Linked DNA regions of Zea mays: all the other regions are linked to region 3. Evidence: chromatin contacts called from public Hi-C data. All regions are on one chromosome and are shown on one strand. The core of a region is the stretch at or near the end of the contact, and the rest is flanking DNA. Distances in the headings are between cores, read along the strand shown.

The links. A called contact is a pair of places that touch in the nucleus more often than the background predicts.
Region 1: a Hi-C map of leaf shows a contact between it and region 3, with 4 times the contacts expected there. The contact joins the promoter of LOC103651369 here to the promoter of LOC103651371 in region 3. A contact is called at or near these places in 3 of 25 Hi-C or Micro-C datasets (leaf and tassel).
Region 2: a contact with region 3 is called in a Hi-C map of ear, with 2.4 times the contacts expected there. The contact joins the promoter of LOC100193039 here to the promoter of LOC103651371 in region 3. A contact is called at or near these places in 6 of 25 Hi-C or Micro-C datasets (bundle sheath, ear, leaf and 2 more).

Annotation. Positions count from the first base shown.
Region 1 is chr3:215,319,096-215,323,264 of Zm-B73-REFERENCE-NAM-5.0, forward strand. It overlaps LOC103651369 (trihelix transcription factor), which reads left to right and starts at 1,843. Exons shown (of 1, transcript XM_008676993.4): 1 at 1,843-4,104. The coding sequence starts at 2,871. The coding sequence ends at 3,827.
Region 2 is chr3:215,640,427-215,644,265 of Zm-B73-REFERENCE-NAM-5.0, forward strand. LOC100193039 (fiber protein Fb2) reads right to left here and starts at 1,765. Exons shown (of 5, transcript NM_001138207.1): 1 at 1,294-1,765; 2 at 994-1,193. The coding sequence starts at 1,369.
Region 3 is chr3:215,499,780-215,503,678 of Zm-B73-REFERENCE-NAM-5.0, forward strand. LOC103651371 (terminal nucleotidyltransferase 4B) reads right to left here and starts at 1,616. Exons shown (of 13, transcript XM_008676996.3): 1 at 995-1,616. The coding sequence starts at 1,511.

The DNA of each region.
Region 1 (4,169 bases), core at 593-3,092, 180 kb before region 3:
CTGGATTGATGGTTGTGGCAACACTAGATAAAAAGTCGTAGATAATAGTTTTGTGGGAACGGGATTCAAGTGATTTGATCTATTGATTTGGGCATTTATGAGGCAGAGCTCTAACGGAAGACGTGCGTCGCCAGATGAGCGCGTCGGTCGGGTGAGATGGGCTTAACAAAAACTAAATCCTAAAGTAGAGGTTAGACCAATATAAGCAATATGGAGAGAATAAATGAGAGGGAAGTTCTCTTGGACTTGTTGCTCTTATGAATATAAAATTTTACTTTGAGAGCAACTCTGTGATATAAATCAAAGTCCAACCAGAAGAACTTATAGAGGGAGAAAGACAAGAACAAATCATAATAAAAAGCAGGGGCGGAGCTAGGGAGTTTTGTTGGGGTAAGCTGACCCTATAAAATTAAGAAAATACTATACAAATATAGTGTTAGCTAGTGTATTTAGATGACGATTAGTGAAACTGACCCCAATAACTTTATTGTCTGGCTTCGTCCCTGATAAAAAGTAAAGAACACAAGAGACACACGATTTGTTTACCAAGATTCAGTTATGAAGAACATACGTCCTCATTGAGATGTACTAACTCCTAAAGGATGAGGTCTCTCTCGACCCTCTCAAGTGATCCACTGATCAGCTTGAACCCTCAGATCCACTAAGAATAGAGATAGAGTCTCTATAAGGCACTCCATAAGATCTAGAGCCTTTTGCTAGCCTCTTAAGGGGTCAGAGATGTTGCACATGACTTCTGTTGTTTGGTGACAACGAATGGGAGACCGATTGGGTGTTATAGGGGTGAGATTAGCGACGAGATGCTCGTCAGTGAACTGAAAGAAAGAGGCGGGAGGTTAGGGATGAAACCCCGGTTCCACGTGTCAGATACAGAGGGAATAGATGAGCGCATGTGACGAGTATTAACAACATAGGCTTGCTTGTTGGCGGACGAGCGAACGAGAGCACGAGCGCGCGCGGTTTAATAGGCCGAATGCCATTGGGCTGTCTGGGTTCTACCTTTTTAGTTTTATTCTTTTTAGAATTAGATTTGGATTTAAATTTCAAATTTTGAAGAACCTACGTCCCCATTGAGATGTACTAACTCCTAAAGGATAAGGTCTCGCTCGACCCTCTCAAGTGATCCACTGATCAACTTGAGCCCTCAGATCCACTAAGAATAGAGATAGGGTCTCTATAAGGCACTCCATAAGATCTAGAGTCTTTTGCTAGCCTCTTAAGGGGCAGAGATGTTGCGCATGACTTATGTTGTTTGGTGACAACGAAGGGGAGACCGATTGAGTGCTATAGGGGTGAGATTGGCGACGAGATGCTCGTCGGTGAACTGAAAGAAAGAGGCGAGAGGTTAGGGATGAAACCCAGGTTCCACGTGTCAGATACAGAGGGAACAAATGAGTGCATGTGAGGAGTACTGACAACATGGGCATGCTTGTTGGCGGACGAGCGAACGAGAGCACGGGCGCGCACGGTTTAATAGGCCGAATGCCATTGGACCGTCTGAGTTCTACCTTTTTAGTTTTATTCTTTTTAGAATTAGATTTGGATTTAAATTTCAAATTCAAATTCCAATAACTTCAGTTAAATTTGACATTTGGTAAAAAAATTTACATACAACAAAGAAACAATGTAGCATAATTTGGACACATACCACACACAAATTTGTTTCCCCTCTCCTCTTTAATTTGGAAAGGTCGCATACAATTAAGATTTTTTTTCAAGTTCAAAGCATGGGTTTACACAATTACAAGTGAGTTTGCACATTACATAAGTAAGGTGTTACAGAGGAGAAGGATGGAGCAATGAAGCTACACAAAGGGTATGTAACCATTAAAACAATTATAAATATATGTATAGATACATCATTATAAAGATGAGAATGTATTTGGTGCAATCAGGCTAATTGGTACAACCGGTTTAACCAAGACACATGAATGAAGGTGGAAAAACTTTTTAGAAAACATCGTTTTTCAAAACAACCCTGCCACATTTCGCTAGAATTTTTAAAAAGGTCCTCACCTCTATTTTTGTGTCTTGGTTGCACGGTTCACCAATTGGTCTGATTGCAATAAATACATTTTTTATAATATAGTATAATATATAGATACAGATGTTACTATAGAAGGTGTGTTTATCTACATCATTTTAGCTGCCCAAGACCGAGAAGCAACCAGGACCCCCGTTGTCAATGATGATTGGCTCACGCAGTAGTCACTCGCGTGTCCCTAGAAACTCGGCGTGTCAATAGGAACTGCCCAAAGGCGCCCAACTACCGGAGTTTCTCGTACGCCGGTACGCCCAGCAGCCGCACCATCTCTTTCGGCGCGGACGCCTGACCCAACCGAACGGCGGCCAGCCGCGAGCCGTCTACCTGTGGCTACGAAATTGCACGCCAAGGCGCGAGCCGCTTTAACTTTCATCCCCGCACCGGCACGTCCGGCCGGCCAACCGAAACCACGCCGAGGCCTATCTCTCTCCGAGTTTGATCCAGCTCCGTCCCAGCGCCAACTGCTAATCCGGTAATCCCTCGCCGGCTTGGTGTCCCGGTCAAACCTGCCCCGACCGACGGGAGGATCCAACGGCGGCCGCTCGCCCACACAACAACCATGCATCTGCACCGCTCCTCCACGTGCCGCGTCGCGGTCGTCACGGCCCACGGCCCGGCGCTCCTCCCCCCTCGCCGACCACCCCCTCTCCCTTCTTCTATTCCCCACCCCCCGCCTCGTCTCCTCCACCGCCGCCCCCACATCTATTCACCCGTCCGTCCGTTCCTTCGTCTCTACGCGCAAACGAGAGAAGGCTAGGTCGTCGTCGTCGTTGTCGTCGTGACGCGGAGAGATCTGGGAGGAGGAGCGATGGACGGGAAGTTGCCGCCGCCGAACCCGAACCTGCCGTACCGGGAGGACTGCTGGAGCGAGGGCGAGACGGCCGCGCTCGTCGACGCCTGGGGCTCGCGCTACCTCGACCTCAACCGCGGGAGCCTCCGCCAGCCACAGTGGCGGGAGGTCGCCGACGCCGTCAACTCTCGCCCCGGGGCCTCCGCGCGCCGCCGCCCGCCGCGCACCGACATCCAGTGCAAGAACCGCGTCGACACGCTCAAGAAGAAGTACAAGGCCGAGCGCGCGCGCGGCGGGCCATCGCAGTGGAACTTCTACGCCCAGCTCGACCTCCTCGTCGGGCCCACGCTCACCGGCATCAAGAAGCCGTCCCCACCGCGCGCCGCGCTGCCCGTGTTCCGGAGGCGCCTGACGCCGCCGCGCTCCCCGTCGCCGCAATCACCGCCGCCGCTTCCCGTGGCGCTCCCCCTGCACAATTACCGCCGTGGCTCCGACCTCCCCTCCGCAAACCTCATCCATAAGGCGGCCGCTGCCGCCGCCGCTGCTGCCGCGGAGTCCGACTCAGAAGATGGCTACAACAACAACGACTATGACGATGACGAAGGATCTCAGCAGTCGCCGTCGCGTTCTGTATCTTCGGGCTTTGGTGGTGGTGGTGGTGGTGCTCCTCCTGCTGTTGGCAGCAAGAGGAAGATGAGCAGTGGCAGTGGTGGTTTCGGGGAGCTAGCGAGGGCAATTGAGACTTTCGCGGATATGTACGAGCGCATGGAAGCCGCTAAGCAGCAGCACGCGGAGGAGATGGAGAGGCAGCGAATCAAGTTCCTCAAGGATCTGGAGCTGAAGCGGATGCAGGCTTTTGTGGACATGCAGCTACAGCTCGCGAGGACAAAGCACGCCAGGAAGGGTGACGCTTCCTCGGATACGCTCATGTCTCTCGCTGCACTGCCATTCCTCAGCAGCCCTGCTTATCTCTAAATTGGAAGAGTTAGGTAAAGGAATGCTTTGGCCTTAAATTAGGATACAGTCTGTTGGTTGATGTGATAGAGTTGTTAGTGGATTGTTTATGTTCTTGCTAAGATACTGTCGTTGTTTCATACGAACCACAGAGGTACTAGGTCTTTAAATTTTAAATGTACCTTGCAATGCATTATGCTCAAGTTTTTCTTAGATGAGAAGGAATTTTTACTGGTTTGTGACATGTAACTTTCAATGTATTACGAATTTAATCTCAGCTACCTTTTGTTCTGTATCATTTACATTATTTTTTTTGGCAATTTTTGTTATGCATGATTGGTTTACAACTTTGCATGTTGAGAA
Region 2 (3,839 bases), core at 515-3,014, 140 kb after region 3:
GTGACTTTTTAAGATTAGTATTACATACCGAGCCAGATGTAAATATGTAATGATTGAATCCATTATCCCAACTATTGCCTCTCAAACTAATGGAATCAGGTCACACATTTAAACAGAGAAACTTCTCCCATAAGTTTTCTAGTGTCTCGACACCTTTTCATCTACCGTCAAACAATGCGAACCATCCAAAACCTTTCTCAAGCACTCATGTGACAACAAAGTTTCTTAGAGGTTTTTTTGAGTGGGTGTGGGGATCCCCACCTAGAATTTGATTGCAGAAGCGAAGGGTACACAGGTTTACACCGGCACATGGGGGATCATAGATTTATAAGTTTGAAGGTAAATATACCAACAGCACAAATCAAAATTAAGAGGCTCAGGAGAGAATCGTTTGGTCCAGATGACAAAATCATCACACGTTGATTTAATAACACGACGGAGTGAGGGATACTCGGCACAAAAAGATTGCGCCATTTTGCCCAATCCCAAAGGCGCCAGAGCATGGTGATGAGGACAGCCAGCTACAGCCGACAGGTCTTGGTTGAGCTCAGAGAAATTGTGTTGTCATTAAACCAACAGTCTGAAGCACTCAATAAACTTGAACTCGGACTAAGCTAGAAGCTACATTATTTCCTCTGAAATCCTATTTGTCACTAAGCCACAATTTCTAATCCAAACTGCTGCTCTTCGCGTGAAGCTACGAAGCCATAACCTTTAGTTCAGCTATTTACTTAACCTTGGCTCCCCTAAAATTGCATATGGCAACTAGACAGCACACGGGTAGTCAAAATCCTCCGACAAGGTTACTATACCGCAAAAACGAGAGCTCATGAGCTGTATTCATCAGGTCAACCCCTTAAGCAGTAAGCTACAACGTTTCCTCCAGCTCCAATCGGAGGAAGAAGCAAGAGCTGTAGCTGTGCACATCACGTCTCAGGCTCAAATTCACTACCTGGAAGAGTCCTGAAGGAAGAAGCGAGCTGACTGACTCACCGCGGCGTGGGGCTCGTAGGGGTGGTCCTCCTCGAGGTGGATGCAGAGGGATGCGACGTCATGGTCCTCGTAGCAGTAGGGGCAGGCGACCTCCGGCCACGTCGCGTCCCCGAGCTCCAGCGCCATCTCCAACTCCATCTCCATGTCCCCGTCGTCCTCCACCTCCATCTCCACCTCTTCCGTCCCCATCCCGGGCACATCTGCAACGAACCCAATAAGAGCCCGCAAATCAATACAAGGATCGCCTCGCGTGCTGTTACTGAACGAAGGGAGAAGCAAGAAAAGGCAGGATGTCCTCACCGTCGACGCGGCCGAGCTGCGCCGCGTAGTAACGCTTGGCGGCGGCCAGGCGCGAGATCCAGTGCTCCGAGTCCATGTCTCTCGATTTGGTTTCCCCCCTACTCTCGCGCGGGCTCCTTCACGCGTACTCAGGTGCCTTCCACAGGCTCCCTCCCCCGTCCCCTCTTCTTGAGCTGCCCAAGCTCGTTCGCTCCCCTTCCTGCTCGCCCCCGACAGCAGCGGCAGCAGCAGCCGCGCTAACAACCGGAAACGATTTTGACCAAAGCGTGTGGCGTGTCCGACTCCCGAGCCTCCCGGGAAAGAAAATTTTTCCTCGCGTAGTTCGCCGGCCTCCTGCCTTTTTTTTTTTTCTTCTTTGGCTCTCAATACGGGGAGGATTTTGCTAGGACGGAGAAAGAGGAGACGGCGGCGAAGCTTCTTATCGGCAGGAGATGAGAGAGAGAGAGGGGGGGAGGCCAAAGGGGGAGAAAGCGGGTGGGAAATGGGGGCGACGTGTTCCTTTTCGACGTACTGGTCGACGTCCGAGTCAGCGCGTGGCCGTGGCACCAATGACAGCGACCGCCCACTCTCCGCCGGTTGCGACCCACCTGCCGCTGGAGAGCAGATGACGGGTGGGACGCACGGGGTAACCTGGCCCCGCGTGGCGGCGGCGTGTTTGGATGATAGAGCACGGCGGCCCAGCGCCGTGCGCCCGTGGGCCGTGTCCCGGTCCCGGCAGGGTCGCAGGGATAAGAAAGAACCGCGGCGTCCGCTGGAAACCGCGTGGGGGCGAATAGCCGATAAGAGAGAGAGAGGGTTTGGATGGCTACAGGTAAAGATACCTAGTGGGCTAACACTAAGATACCGTTTTATTCGTATATCAGTAACGTAATGAGTAACCGATAACGTTAAATCATGTTTGTTTAAGTCCAACAGTAATCGATACCACGCTACAAATGGATACCGCCTTATTCAAATTTGTTACCGCCGGTATTCGAGTGTGAATCGTTATCATTACCATTTACGTTACATTTCGTGAACCAAACAACACCTAATATATAATCAATTACTCATTGTATATGTGCCCGTGTGTTGTGACGAAATTAAAAAAATTGTATGAAACATAGATACAGAACAATAAATATCAATATGATATGTAAAATCTATGTGACCATTATCAATATCGTAAAACAACTCCATATACTCCTATTGTTGGCCTCGAGCGAGTCATGACTAGATCTCACGCCCGAGGTTGGTCTCGAGTGAGTTGTGACTGCGTGTCCCGTTCGATGGTGGGCTCGAGCGAGTCGTGACCGCATATCCCGTACGGGGCCTTGCAGAGTTGGTCGGCGGAGAGCATCGCCTGAGATGCCTTTGGGCGAGTCAGAAATGTGATGTTTGTCTGGGGTTGGCTTCCGTCGAGCCGTGACTCCCGCTTGAAGTTGGCCTCTGGCGAGTCGTGACTGCATCTCCCGTGCGGGGTTGGCCTCGGGCGAGTCGTGACTACGTCTCCCGCACGGGTGGACTCGTGCGAGTCGTGACTGCATGTCGTGCTTGGGGTGGCCTCGGGCGAGTCGTGACTGCATCTCCTGCCCGATGGTGGCCTCAGGCGAGTCGTGACTGCGTCTCCCGCCCGAGTTTAGCCTCGAAAGACGTGACTGCGTCTCGCGTCCGGGGTGGCCTCGGGCGAGTCGTGACTGCGTTTCCCGCCCGGGGTGGCCTCAGACGAGTCGTGACTGCATCTCCCACCCAGGGTTAACCTGAACTTTACATATAAATCATATCCCAAGGCCTGAGCATCTGAAATTTTGTGTCAAGTCTCAATGTTACCCAAAAAATGCCGCTATTGTAGCACCGATATTGGCACTTTCCTAAGTCACTTCAAATTCAAGTTCTCCAATCTGGCAGGAGAAAAGGACGAGACTTAAACCTTGTTCACGGTTCACATAAGAGTCATTAAAGTGTTTAGAAGCTATTACCTTAAGTCTCTTTTTTTTTCTTTCATGGCCTGAACATCAGACTGAACCACTGGGTATTTTAATAGTAGCTTTCCATTCTTGATCATTGTTTTAGCAACCTACATATATATTACGATATAAACCATGTGAATTCCTTTTGACAACCATGTGAAAGGATGTTACCATTTAACTTGTCTCTTCCATCAAAAGATAAAGATTTACAAATTCTTGGCCTATCTGCTAAATCAAAGGATGCGCATTATCAAAATAGAAGGGAGGGAGCAGACCACTCACTGGGCTTCTCCTGCTCGCCGCCCGGCCACTTGGAGATGGAGAAATGGACCTTCTCGCGGGATGTGACCTCAGACTCGAAGGGCTCCTTGAGGCAGTCATGTGCCAACACAGTGGAGATGTTAGAATAGCCTATATAGGTCATCCCTGCTGCCCACCAGAAGGGTGCTGTTTCTGAGACTACTAAAAGTCTACATAATATAATGTGATGTCTTTAAAATTAATTATACCATAAAAATAGTTAGAAAACAATATATGAAAAGCTGTGGTAAGATGAATTTTTAGGGAAAAGGCTGTCTCTTATATTTTTTAAAAATC
Region 3 (3,899 bases), core at 366-2,865:
AAGTATAATATCAAACTGGTCCTTGAGACTGCTGTCTAACAAATTCCAACTAACAATCAGGAATCAGCTCTATCGGGACGGAAAATAGGTGTTTGGCATCATACACTATCTACACAGTTTCTGCATGCAAATACATGAAGACCACTACAAGGTACTCCCTCCATTTCAAACTATAATTCACTTCAGTTTTGTCCTAAGTCAAATTTCTCTAACTTTGTTTTTAGAGAAAAAGCATATCTAAAGTTCAAAAAAATCAAGACATATTTCATGGAGAACTGAATGTAACTATCTTGTCACTCTAGCTGTATTTTTCTATAAACTTGGTCAAAGTTAAAGAAGTCTGATTTAGGACAAAAGGGCAGACCCAAGTACCCAACGGCGAAGGCTCTCACATCAATGGGGTCTGGGGAAGGGATAAATCAAGGTAAACCTTCCCCTGCAATGCAGAGAGGCTGTTTCCAACACGCGATCTGGTGACTCAATGAGATAGCTCTCACCACTGCATCAGACCTGCCCTTATAGGACAAACCTAAAATAAAATGAACTATAATTTTGAACTGTAGTTATAGTTTTGTTCATCATTTGTAACTGCTGGATTGTTAACTGTCAAGAAGAATGTAGGAAAAACCTAAACCCTAAACCTAAAACCTAAACCCAAATCACCAAAAACCTCATGCAGGTTTCAAGTAGACACTAGAGGTTCCTGAAGCTCCCGTATAGCAACCTATGATTTGCACTCGCCTTAAATACTATGTAAAACACCATAATTACCAAGTCCAGACTATTCGGATTTATTTACTTAATAAAATGTGGTCTTGAATCAGTTATATCTGATCACATCACTCCATCAATAATTTAACCAAAGTGTGCCACGGCAGAGCAAAGGCTAATTACTTGCGCAATAATTTAGGCACGAGAAGCCACGAAATTGAAAGCAATTCCAAAATTTGAGCTACCAAAACCACGGCGCAAAGCACCAAGACAAAACCCTCACCCTTGTGTAGCTGAAGCATGGGGCTCCTGAACCGCCTCCCTCCCCTGAACCACGCGCGCTCCGAGCCCTGCGGCGGCTGGTCCTCCAAAGCACGGGAGATAGAGGGCGTTGCCGCGGCAGCTGTGGGCGCCGGGGATGGCGGCTCGGGCTCGGGCTCGGGCTCGACGGAGGCAGAGGTGGAGACGTCGAGTGAGAAGAAGTCCGCAGCAGGGATGTCCGCGAGCACATCTCCAGCCTCCGTTATCTCGTTGCGGAAGACGGCGTATGTCGCGGTCGCATCGTCCTCGTCCTGCCCCGCGGCGGCGTCATCGAGCGTCTCCTCCGGTGAGAAGGCCAGGTGCAGGCCCGGGAGCGCGTCGTAGACGTAGTCCGTGGCGGGGACGGACGCCTCGGCCTCCATCTCCGTGGCGGCTGCTTGCGTCGGCGGCGCGGGGGAGAGAACGGCTCGTTTGCCCTTGCTTCGTTTCCGCGCTGACGGTGACGGCCGAGGCCACGCGTTCGTCGCTTCGCGAGCCATGGTCCATGGATTTAGGGCTTCTGATGCGCGCGCTGGCTGGAGCCTAGAGTCGAGCAGGCGGGCCGGCCAAGTTTGCTGCCGGGTTTTATTCGCTAGGTTCGGTAGAAGTCGTAGCTCTGGAGGATTTATCCGCGGCCCACAAGGCCACAGACAGCAAACCTACCGGGATCGACTTTTTTTATTCAGGGGGGGTGTTCGATTAAAATTAATAATTACAGATATTAAATATAGTTTAATTATAAAAATTAATTACACATATCAAAAATAAAAGATGAAACTAATTTATTGAATCTAATCAAACATATATTTAACATTTGTAATTAATATTTAAATATTTAATGCAACATGAACCAAATACTTCCTTAGAAGTACTTATGCTTTTTCACAAAACGTGTGGTTTTAGACGCGGGCGTACGTTGTTACCGGTTTCTAAGTTGACATGTACAACTTAGATACTGCGGTGTGGTTTTTTAAATAGAGGATAGAGCTAAGATATTGCGGTTATAAGGGCATGTAAAATGGATGTTTTGAGTTGGTAAAAAAAAATCAAAACATATATCTTAACATATATCTTAACGAAGATATTGTGTCTTAGCTCTATATTCGAGATAGATGATTAACTGATTGGTCAATTTAATTCATTAAATGTTACAATAAATATAGCAAAACACATGTTTTAGACACGTCAAATGTATTATATTATGTTTTAACTGTGTTTTATACTTGTAGTTCCGTGCAACAGTGTCAGGGTTGTATATGCCCTAACGTGGTGTATCTAAATTTTATGTCTTATATAATAAAAAATTCTCTAAGACATGATTTATTTGTGTGTTGTACTAGCGAAGTTGTGTCTTTATAACCTCTCTAGACACACCTCAAGACATGATGCATTAATATCAGAGGTAAAGCCTGGCAACAAAGTTATTAGAGTCAGTTTCACTAATCATCATCTAAATACATTAGTTAACAATACATTTATATAGGATTTGCCAAATTTTATGTAGACATGCCCTAAAATATCCTCTGCTTTTTACCCACCTCGAGATGGCAACGAAGACCGGACCCTTGAGTACTTGACTTCATCAATGGGAACCTTTTGCTCCATCGAGCTCCAAACCGCAGGTCAATTAACAGGAGTCATGATGCGCCATGCAGCACCTCGAGAGTCGAGACCACGAACAAGGCCTCCACCTAGATACATACTTTATTAGAGTATATTAGAGTATATACTCCCTCCGGTGCAGTAAAGGTAGTTATTTAGGACATGGAGTAATTGTACATACCAAGGAGTGATTAATTATCATGGAGTTTTTCTTGTTTTCCCTTATTAAATAGGGATATGAGTACATTGACATCACCAGAACAATCAGGCTTGATTGGTTGCGGTTACACCTCCCGAGGCATTCTAGACTGGAGTTATCAAGCTTGATTCCTCTTGAGTGCACGCTCGGTCACACGTAGGATGACTTTCTTTACTGCACCAGAGGGAGTATACATGCTAAATATTCTATATATGGGTATCTTACATAGCAAAAAAAAAAACTTCACGGAATGTGCACGGATGATCTTAGGATGTGGACGAAACTGCCCAGCTAGCCATAGGAGCTGCCGAACTGATGAGCACAGTTCACTGAGTCTGGCCCCGGCAAAATTCAGTTAGGTCAACAGCTCCCATGTGAACAGACATGCAAATCGGCAGCAGTCTCTGCCCCACCCAATCCTACACTAAGAGCAAAAGCATCGACTCGGTGAGTCTAATTGAATTGCTAGCTTGTGAATGCGTGAGTTGTTAATCTCTGAGTATTTGAGGCGATGGAAGTCGAGTCAACCTTCTAGGTTGTTGCACATGGATCATGGACATGAGGAATTACTTACAAAGAAACTTGAACTCGCTTGGAGCCTTGACTTGTTCAGAGAGAACGGTTTTGGGTTTTGGATCTTCCGCGTGCCACTTCGGATGAAGATGGCAACGAGTCAAGCAATCGTGTAAGTACGTTGTATAAGTTGAAGTGATAGAGCCATCTTGTATTTTTCACCGTGTGGAAACTGGAAAGCTGCTACGCTTCAATCTTGTGAACGAGAAGCATCGCCTCGCGCCCTCGCCTCGCATCGTTTTTAGTTACAAGTGGGATTCTGGTTGCGTCAAAAACGGCGGCGGCGGCAACTGAAGCAAGAGCAATGCAGATGCTACCACTTCCATTCCATACCCGGATATCCCAAAGGCCCAAAGCAGAATCCCACTTGCTTCCTTCACGACGACGAGCGTGCCCTGTATGTAGACGGCCCCCAACCTGATTGGACACTGAGTACGCTCTCGCGGTCTCGCCTTGTGCGCTCATGACGGGATTCTTTTCGCCGTTGGCGGTCCGCAATCAGCTGGCAACCGGC